Regions from separate parts of the Anser cygnoides genome. Here region 1 is linked to region 2. The links are chromatin contacts, called in public Hi-C maps. All regions are on one chromosome and are shown on one strand. The core of a region is the stretch at or near the end of the contact, and the rest is flanking DNA. Distances in the headings are between cores, read along the strand shown.

What was found. A called contact is a pair of places that touch in the nucleus more often than the background predicts.
Region 1: a contact with region 2 is called in a Hi-C map of liver, with 1.7 times the contacts expected there. The contact joins two enhancer-like sites. A contact is called at or near these places in 2 of 7 Hi-C or Micro-C datasets (both in liver).

What each region holds. Positions count from the first base shown.
Region 1 is chr5:33,648,008-33,651,902 of Taihu_goose_T2T_genome, reverse strand. No RefSeq gene overlaps it. Among named protein-coding and RNA genes, the nearest start is that of VPS18, 49 kb to the left of the region's middle. Within about 2 kb of position 1,997, at least 2 of the 3 cell types and tissues checked have open chromatin away from gene starts, as enhancers often do. A contact at or near this core is called in liver, where this site is marked.
Region 2 is chr5:33,554,326-33,558,603 of Taihu_goose_T2T_genome, reverse strand. LOC106040922 (a long non-coding RNA gene) reads right to left here. Exons shown (of 3, transcript XR_001210138.3): 3 at 731-4,278. Among named protein-coding and RNA genes, the nearest start is that of DLL4, 14 kb to the left of the region's middle. Within about 2 kb of position 2,768, at least 1 of the 3 cell types and tissues checked has open chromatin away from gene starts, as enhancers often do. A contact at or near this core is called in liver, where this site is marked.

The DNA.
Region 1 (3,895 bases), core at 748-3,247, 94 kb before region 2:
GATGCAGCAGGAACAGATGTGACAGCAGAGCCAAGGGTTGCTTTTATGAGCCATTCTAGCACAGAGACCTGTCTGCCTCACTGCGTGGAGAATAAACACCATCTCCATCCTTCAGGGACAGAAAATGGTGGGGAACCTCTTATTTGCTTAAAAGCAAATACGTGCTCTTTCTGTCTTTTTTTTTTCTTCTTTCTTTTTTCTTTTTCTCTTTTTTCTTTCTTTTTCTCTTTCTTTTTTTTTTTTTTTTTTTTTGGTCCTTTGTTTATATGATTACTCTTTTAAACAAATGGTTCCTATTCTGGTTTAATTTGCATTTTAGGCTACATTTTGGGATGGTTTTTTATTTGGGATGGTTTTTTATTTTATTTGGATCTGACACAGATCTCTGATTCCAAGTGCCCCTGGGGTTAACAACTTGAAGCAGCTCTCATTTTATCTGGATTGGGCTGACAATGTAAACTTTGGACAGGCCAGCTTGCTTTCCCAGATGTTTCTGACCGTGGTTTTTCATATGGTCCCACTTCCCAAAATCAACTGGGGGATGGTCTCGGTGTGGCAACATGGCCAGGAACTCGGATGTAATCCCCTGCATCTAAAAAGGAGGGAGATGCCCTCCCAGCATGTTTTATCAGCCGTAACCCAATCTCTGTGCAGTATCTATCCGAATTGCTCATAACTAGCATACTACAAGCAAGGATCAACTCTTCGCTTATAGGATCAAAGTGTTTGTGTTTCGTTTCACAGCAGCAGCAGGAGAAGCTGGCTGCCTACGCTGCAACATTTCCTATCCCCATGTTGTCAGATATCCACCGGTGCTTCTTGAGGCGATCCAAGGAAAAAAGCCCCTTTTTCTCAGCTTCTCCCAGAATTTTCCTAGAAATAACAAAGGACAGATTTTGGGTTGTCCTCCTGGAAGTGTTGTGCTTCAGCAGTGTGAAGCCCCAAGTATCAATTAGAGGTGAGCTTTACAAAGGCTATTTCAAAGCAGATTTCTTGTCTTTTTCTGCTGCCATGGTCCCCCGACATGGGCAGTCTTGCAGATGACTTGAGCCTAGGGCCAGCTCAGCTCTCCGTGCTCCTTCCAGGAGCAAATTACGGACCGGGTCTTTGCGAGTGCAGAGGGACTCACCAGCTGCCCCACAGTTATAAACTGAAGGTAAGATGTATTTGAGGAGAGAAGTTCTTGAATCCTGCCCCATTATGACAGGGAGAATAAAGGATGCACCTTAGATCATGAGCTGAAAGCACCTCTCAGTGGCCTGTTTTGCTGAAGTCATCTCGGGGTGACAGAGACCAGGCCTCAGGACTGCAGAGAGCCATGTCCTGCCCCTACACCAACCAGGGATGGGGCTCTGGGCTTGTCCCTGCTCTGTGTCTCCTGAAAAGCAGAGGAAGGGAGGCAATACTTCCTTCCCCACCACTGTCTCATGGAGCAGAGACACCAAAGGTGCGAGGAGCAGACCCTGGGGATATTCTTCCTCCCTAACCCGTTTTTTCTCCCACCCAGCCTTGCAGTAACTCCGCTGAGCCCAGAACGGTGCTGGTACAGCCCCTCCACTTCAAACTACATTTGCCTTCTGCTGTCCCCTCAGGGAAGGTCTCCTGGCTGGGGACAGGGGGTGAAAGGTTGCAAATGACAAATGGTCATCTTTGTCAGCAGGGCAACTGAGAAACGGTGGGAGTGAGTGACTTGTCCACAGAGAGAAGGTTGTCACCTGCAGCCCTGCACCAAGGCAGCCCAAATGGCTGTCCTTGCAAGATGCATCCCCAAAACACCATCCTGCTACAACCCGGAGAGTGAGAGCCCAGGACCGGCTGGTAAGGAGGAGCTTGCAGGATCACCACTCTGTTGCAGGAGGAAGACAGGGGCTCTGACGGCAAATGGGCCACCTTGCTTGAGGTGGGTTGGGCTGGCCGCCAGCCCTCCCCAGCCTGCATGCTACGTGCAGCAAGCATCAGCCATAAGGAGCGGCCAGGAGAGGCTCACTTTCAAGCCCTGACTGCTTTGCATGACTCAGGTGAGGACAAGAGGATGCAAAACATTGGCACTGCTTTTGTGGCCGCTTTGCATTGCAGGCAAAACAGAGCTTTAGGACGAGGCTGTAAAAACAAAAGCCCTGGTATTGGGTGTGTTTTCATGCCTAAACCTTGCTTTCTGCAACTAAACCAAACACGTTTTTGCTTTCTTATCTCTTGGCTTGCTTCAGCTTACCCACATCACTCAGTGTCCTGCTGCCTCTTCGAGACAAAGGCACAGGAGCAGAGTTATCACAAGGGGAGCTGCTTTAACACTTCCAGCCTGACCTGGAATAGGAAGTATCAGAAGTCTTGCAAAAAATCTGTGATATTTCCAGCTTACTTCCAAGCCAGTGTGGTTTGGAGAACTTCCACTGGGCACTTTAAGCGAACAGCAAGCAGGCTCGGTGTCTCTCCCTTGCCAAGTCGCAGCTTGGCACGCCGCCGGTACGGGCTGAGCGGGAGCCTGGCCAGGAGCGTCGGGGTTCAGGTGCTGCAAGCAGAAACAAAGTTCACAAACGCACAGCGTAGGGAATGGGAGAGCTTGTTAGGAACCTGAGTGTGACATCAGCTGCTTTCATGACATGAGCACAAAGGTCACCAGCCCGGCGGTCACCAGAAAACGCCTGTGCTGCCTTTCAGAGGTTGGCACGGGTCCGGCCTTTTCCCACCAAGAGCTGTACCTGAGGCTAAAGTACCTCAGGGAGACACAGACGGCAGAGGTGCAGCCTTCGCTGCCTGAGCCTCCTTACAGGAAACAAGAGCTTTTCCTTCAAATGTTCAGGCTGTTTTTTTTTCCTTCCTTTTTTACAGTAATGGTGTTAAAGTGCAGTCATCCTCAGAAAAGTGCTTTGTGTAAATAGGCCTTGCCTGATCTGATCCCCACACGCATTCAGAGCCAGACCTGCTGCCTGTAATGGCAAAAAAAACCACAAACTGCTCTCCTGCTCCTCTGATCTTTGCACACTCAACCACATGAAGCTTGGGCTCTTTTTTTCCCCTGGGCTTCATCAACAGACTCAGGCATGGCATGAACTCGACATCTCACCTAACATGAGAACTGGCCGGTCCCTGCCTCCCTTGAGCCAACTTGCTCGGTCTCTTTAGATGTGGGAACACGCCTGACTCCATCTGGACCCCAGCTCTGGAGCTGAGCACCATAATGATGCACCACCAAGGTGCCTGGCAAGCCTATGGCTGGTGCCCTTCAAAATGTCAACCACTCAAAACAGGGAGCCAATTATTCAAAACTGGGGAGCAGAAAGAGACAAGGAAAGGGGATTCTTGCACTGTTCAAGCCACAGCAGAGGTGCTGCATTGATGGTCTCCCGTGCTTCTCCCCAGGCTGAGCAGAGGAAAATGTGTGTACCCGACGGTGCTTCCCGCCGCCCGTGTGGACGGGCATGTTTGTGTTTGTCCCCTCCGTGTCAGGATGAGCCGGAGGCACACTCCGCTCCCTGCCCCCCCTGCTCGTATCCTGTTTTCCCCGCGAAGGAAATCTGGGCAAGCGGGACGGAAAAGCAGCGGGGGTCCCAGCCACAGCGGCAGGGCTGGGTTGGGGCAGCACGGGCAGGGGACGTGCCACACACCTGCACTGCAGGGCAGGTGCCACCCCAAGAGCACCCGCTGCCACCCCTGCCACTGTTGCCACCAAGCAGGAGCCCCCTGTCATCAGGTGGCTTTGGCCCCCCAGGAACTGCATGGAGAGTGTGAGGGTGCCGTTAATGGCTGTGGGGCATGGGAGGTGACACAGGCAAAGGAAGGACCAAAGAGCGAGCTTTGCACTTGCTAGGTGGACTTTCCTCGATCCAGCCCCCTGCCTTCCACCTGGCTGATTTCTTCCCAATGCTGCATGGCCATAAAAGTGATAAATGCTGGG
Region 2 (4,278 bases), core at 1,519-4,018:
TACATATATATATATATATTCTCTTGCTATGAAATGGGATCGAACCATCAAGAAATTTATTTTTATCATCACTTCCCTCTTTCTCTTCTGTGGCAACTTGTGGCACAGAAGATTCAGATTTCACACCATTTCAAGGTGGCTGTACAGACTTGGGGTTCACTTACAGAACAAGATATGATTTCTAATTGTTTTTAATCCTATGTCTTTAAATGCTTTCAGTAAGACACAAATCTCGCCCTGCTCAGGATCTACTTCTACACTTGCAAAGCTGTATCCCTGTTTGAGCAGGACGGGTGAGATTTGTCTTCTGCTCGCAGGACCAGAGGGAGTTTCAGGCCTTCTCCCTTCCCTGTGCTACACCAAGAGCTGTGTCCTCCCAGGGCATCCCAGAGTCATTATCCTCCCCAGCCCTTTCGGAGGATGTTTCCACGGAAAACGTGTAATAAACATGCTTGTATAAAACACTCCCTGCAGATTTAGTAGCCTTTGAAATGCACACATTTACAGACAATTAGATCTCCCACTAGATCAGCTAGGTGCGATACAGCCAACATCTGAATGCACAAAAGAAAAAACTATAAGAACAGGAAACCACTGCTGCTCTATTTTAAAACCAGGCACTTTTTTTTTTCTTTCTGGTGTTGACAAAATGCCAAAAAAGCATCTTAGTGTTGGATGCCTTTTGTATCTTTCCCAAAACAAAATCTAACCAAAACTTGCTAGTTTAAATATATATATAAATAAATTAAAATGAAACAAACAAACCAAAAAAACCCCACAGACATTAACAGAAGAATCATAACAAATTCTTTTTAATTTTTCATTATAATACAAAAAATAATGGTTTATAAGAGTCCTTCTGAGTGTATTGCTAATGTTACATAAATGCTATTTACTTTGGATGGTTTTGTTTCTCCCTCTTCAGTTCTTTTCTTAGCAAAATTAACTTTCAAATGCCAATCAATTTCCTTGGCTACCATAAAAATAAACTTAAGATGAAACTCAGAAATAAAGCGCCACCTCCCCCTCCCCAAACATTCACCCTGTAGAGCAAATTATGAAAAACAAGCCATTGACAAAAAGCCGAGCAGATGCTCCCTGCTTGCAGTCCTTCCTCGGCAATGTGAAATAAACCCAACAGATGCCTCTCCTAATTGAGCACATGGATTACATACACACATGCACTCTGTCCTGCTTAAAACAAAACACACACAAAAATCAAACAGGAAAATAGCCAGAGAACTCTTCCCAAAGCCCAGGCAAGCAGGAATGCTAAGACCAAAAAAGACTCAGCTCTTCCTGCTCAAAACAAGACAGGAAACCGCATCTATATACACTGGAGGGAGTTGAAATCCATTAAAACCCGTGGACCTGATTATGTAGATCCCACAGGGTAAAGCAGGTACAACACATGCCTTTGTGTATCCACACAGGAGAGAGGAAAAAAAATAACGCATCAGCTTACAAGGAAATCTGTGAATATTTACTGGAGGCAGCACTGCACTATGCAGCTACCAGAATAGATCACAGATCCTACACAGGAAAAACAGGAGCTGTGCCTGCTTCCACACAGGAGGAGATGGAAAGCATATGTGTATCTACGCACGTGTGCACATCCCCAGGTCCTTGCCAAAGAAATTACAAGCAAATTAGCTGAACACATATTATGACCTGGGTTTAACCCACACCTTCAGCCAGAAGTTTCCTTGCCCGGGACTGCCGTGCGCTGCCTGCTCACCAGCCTGCCCCGAGCTGAGCGCATCTCACAGCACATAAACTCACTAGGAGGAGCTCTGCGATCCTTCTGGGCTGAACGGGCTCACCTGAATTTCAGACATTCCCCTCGAGGACCACGGACGATGCCAGGACTGTAAATGCACCGACAAATAATGCCACTGAACAAGCTGATCGGAGTTCTCAGACCCAGCTGTGGACTCTTACTTCTCTTAGCACCATCTGCCCCAGCTATGGCAAGCTGCACCGAAACCTGGCTTTCAGTTATAAAGACCACACAAATTCATTAAAAAAAAATATGTGAAAAAGCACCAGTTACAAGAATGGACTCCCGACTACGAGAAACTGGTGTTTGCTCACATTAGTACTCAATACAAACTATTCCACAGCTACTCACTGGACTGAGTGACAGGGGTGCTGCTCCAAGCAGCACTTTACTTGAGTTGTTGCATGTTCAGCTCCAGCCCTTCATCCTTTACCTCTTTAAACAGTTTGCTTATTAGGGGAAACGGACGCCGGGATATACCCGTAACTATAGCACCCACTGGTGCCGAGACAACACGCAGCAGCACCACGCTGATTCAAACGCAGCACAGGGCACTGAGTTTAGTTAGTGAGTGTAGAAAAGGGATGCTTGTAGAAACTGTGCTTGCTACAGGACCTGCCTAAAATAGGATAAAATGCAAAATGTGTTTTGTCATGCACAGTGCTTGTCCAGCAACAGCTCTCAGCCTTGGGAGAGCTGCTGAGAGTCTGAATTAGCTACAGTGCAACTGCAAACATTCAATCCAACGGATGAAACCACCTCTGTAAAAACACATTTCAAATACTTGCATCGCTCCTCTGTCTTTTTTCATTCACTCACGGCAAAATGAGGAAGGCATAGCAAGCCACCAACAAGCCTGTACTGTAGCAGCTGAAGTGAAAGTTATGTATCTGTTTCTGCCTTATCTCACATGCCTGATCCATGAATACATACTGATTTTATGCAATTGATAAGACACGCCCAGCACATTTTGCTCACAATCCAAATTCCAGTTGTGGAGAATTGACATAACCCAATGGCCCTCTGCCACACTTCACTGTTTTCATAACTTCCATTTTATGGCCTCTCTGGAGAGTCAACACCAAGATTCCCCCCCCCCTTCTCCCCAACCCCCACGCTCCCTCTGCTTTAAATTTTGCCAGCTCAGCTCCCAGAGCTTGCAGTCAGTGACCTGATACTCTGCTAGCCAGTGACACCCAAAGCAGTGAGATTTGTCCCCACTCACTCTCTCGCCTCCTGTAATCCTGCCTACTCTGCACCCAGACCTTGTCTGGGCAACACTGTGACTCAGCACCGTGGAACCACCCTCCCTCTGTCTCCTCCCTCTGTTGGTGGTATCACTGCTGCTGTTTACGCTCCTCATCCTGTGCAGCTTTGTGGCATATTTCTGTAGCACTGTGGTCTACCATGCTGCAGGGTTGGGACAAAAATTTTTCTGATTCACATGTAAATGATTGTGCATAGAGCAATAATTTCAGGTGTTAGATCAATTGTTCCATGCACAACATTTGGTTCTAGGGACCAGCATGTACTTTTTCTCCTTCCCTTTAAAATCCTGATGGCAAAGCATAACCAGCACCTAGAGGTGCTTTCTTCTCCATGGACAGCTCGGCCCTCTCTGATTTGCTGTTCAGCTCTTGGGAGACATCTCCAGGTCTTCTGTGCTTTCCACCATGCTGGTCCCCAAGGGACTGTGTTGTGACACACTTTGTGCAGCTCTCCAAGCTGCTGGAGTGCACCCCTGGGCAAGAAGAAGTCACAGTAAAGTTTAAAAGTACAGAGCGTGGAGTTGGATGGAAAATTAGTTCTTCTCCCAGACCATTGTCCTCCTCTCCACCTGGGTCACTGAGGGCTTGTGACTAACACGTGTGTACAAGAGGGGAGACCTGAGAGCTAAGGCAAGTAGAGTGGTCCACATCTGGAGATCACATACCCCTAGATGCTATGTGACCTGAGTAACACAGGTGATCCCAGGCTGACTTTCTCTCTTCCATACACTGTGGAATACAAATTTAGTGATGGACTTGCCTCTCACACATGTAGCAGGGTAGTGCAGAACCACCACAGAAGGGTTAAATCCTTCTAAATTTCTTCCATGGGCATCATGTCTTTCCTCCTTCTGACTGAAATGGGGACAGTGCTCAGACTTTCTCTATCCCTGCAGCCAACCTGCTCTGCAGGCTGCTCTGCACAAGGCCCACATCATTCCCAGGACAGTCCCAAGTTGCAAAATAGCACCTTGTTCACAGCCATGTTTTGCAAATACACAGATAAATGAGGAAAACACGCAGTTTGAGGAGAGGCTGTTGGTGATGGCATCTTTTAACTGCGCTTTATGACTTATTTGTTGAGCTATTGCTGGCTTTACAACGGTTTTGTTGATTACATTTTTAACTAACTGTCTAGAAGGTCACAGAGGCACCATGCTTGTTTTTATAAATTAAATTAAACCAACTCATATTTAACATCCAAACAGATCTGTTGAGAGTTAGGTTTAT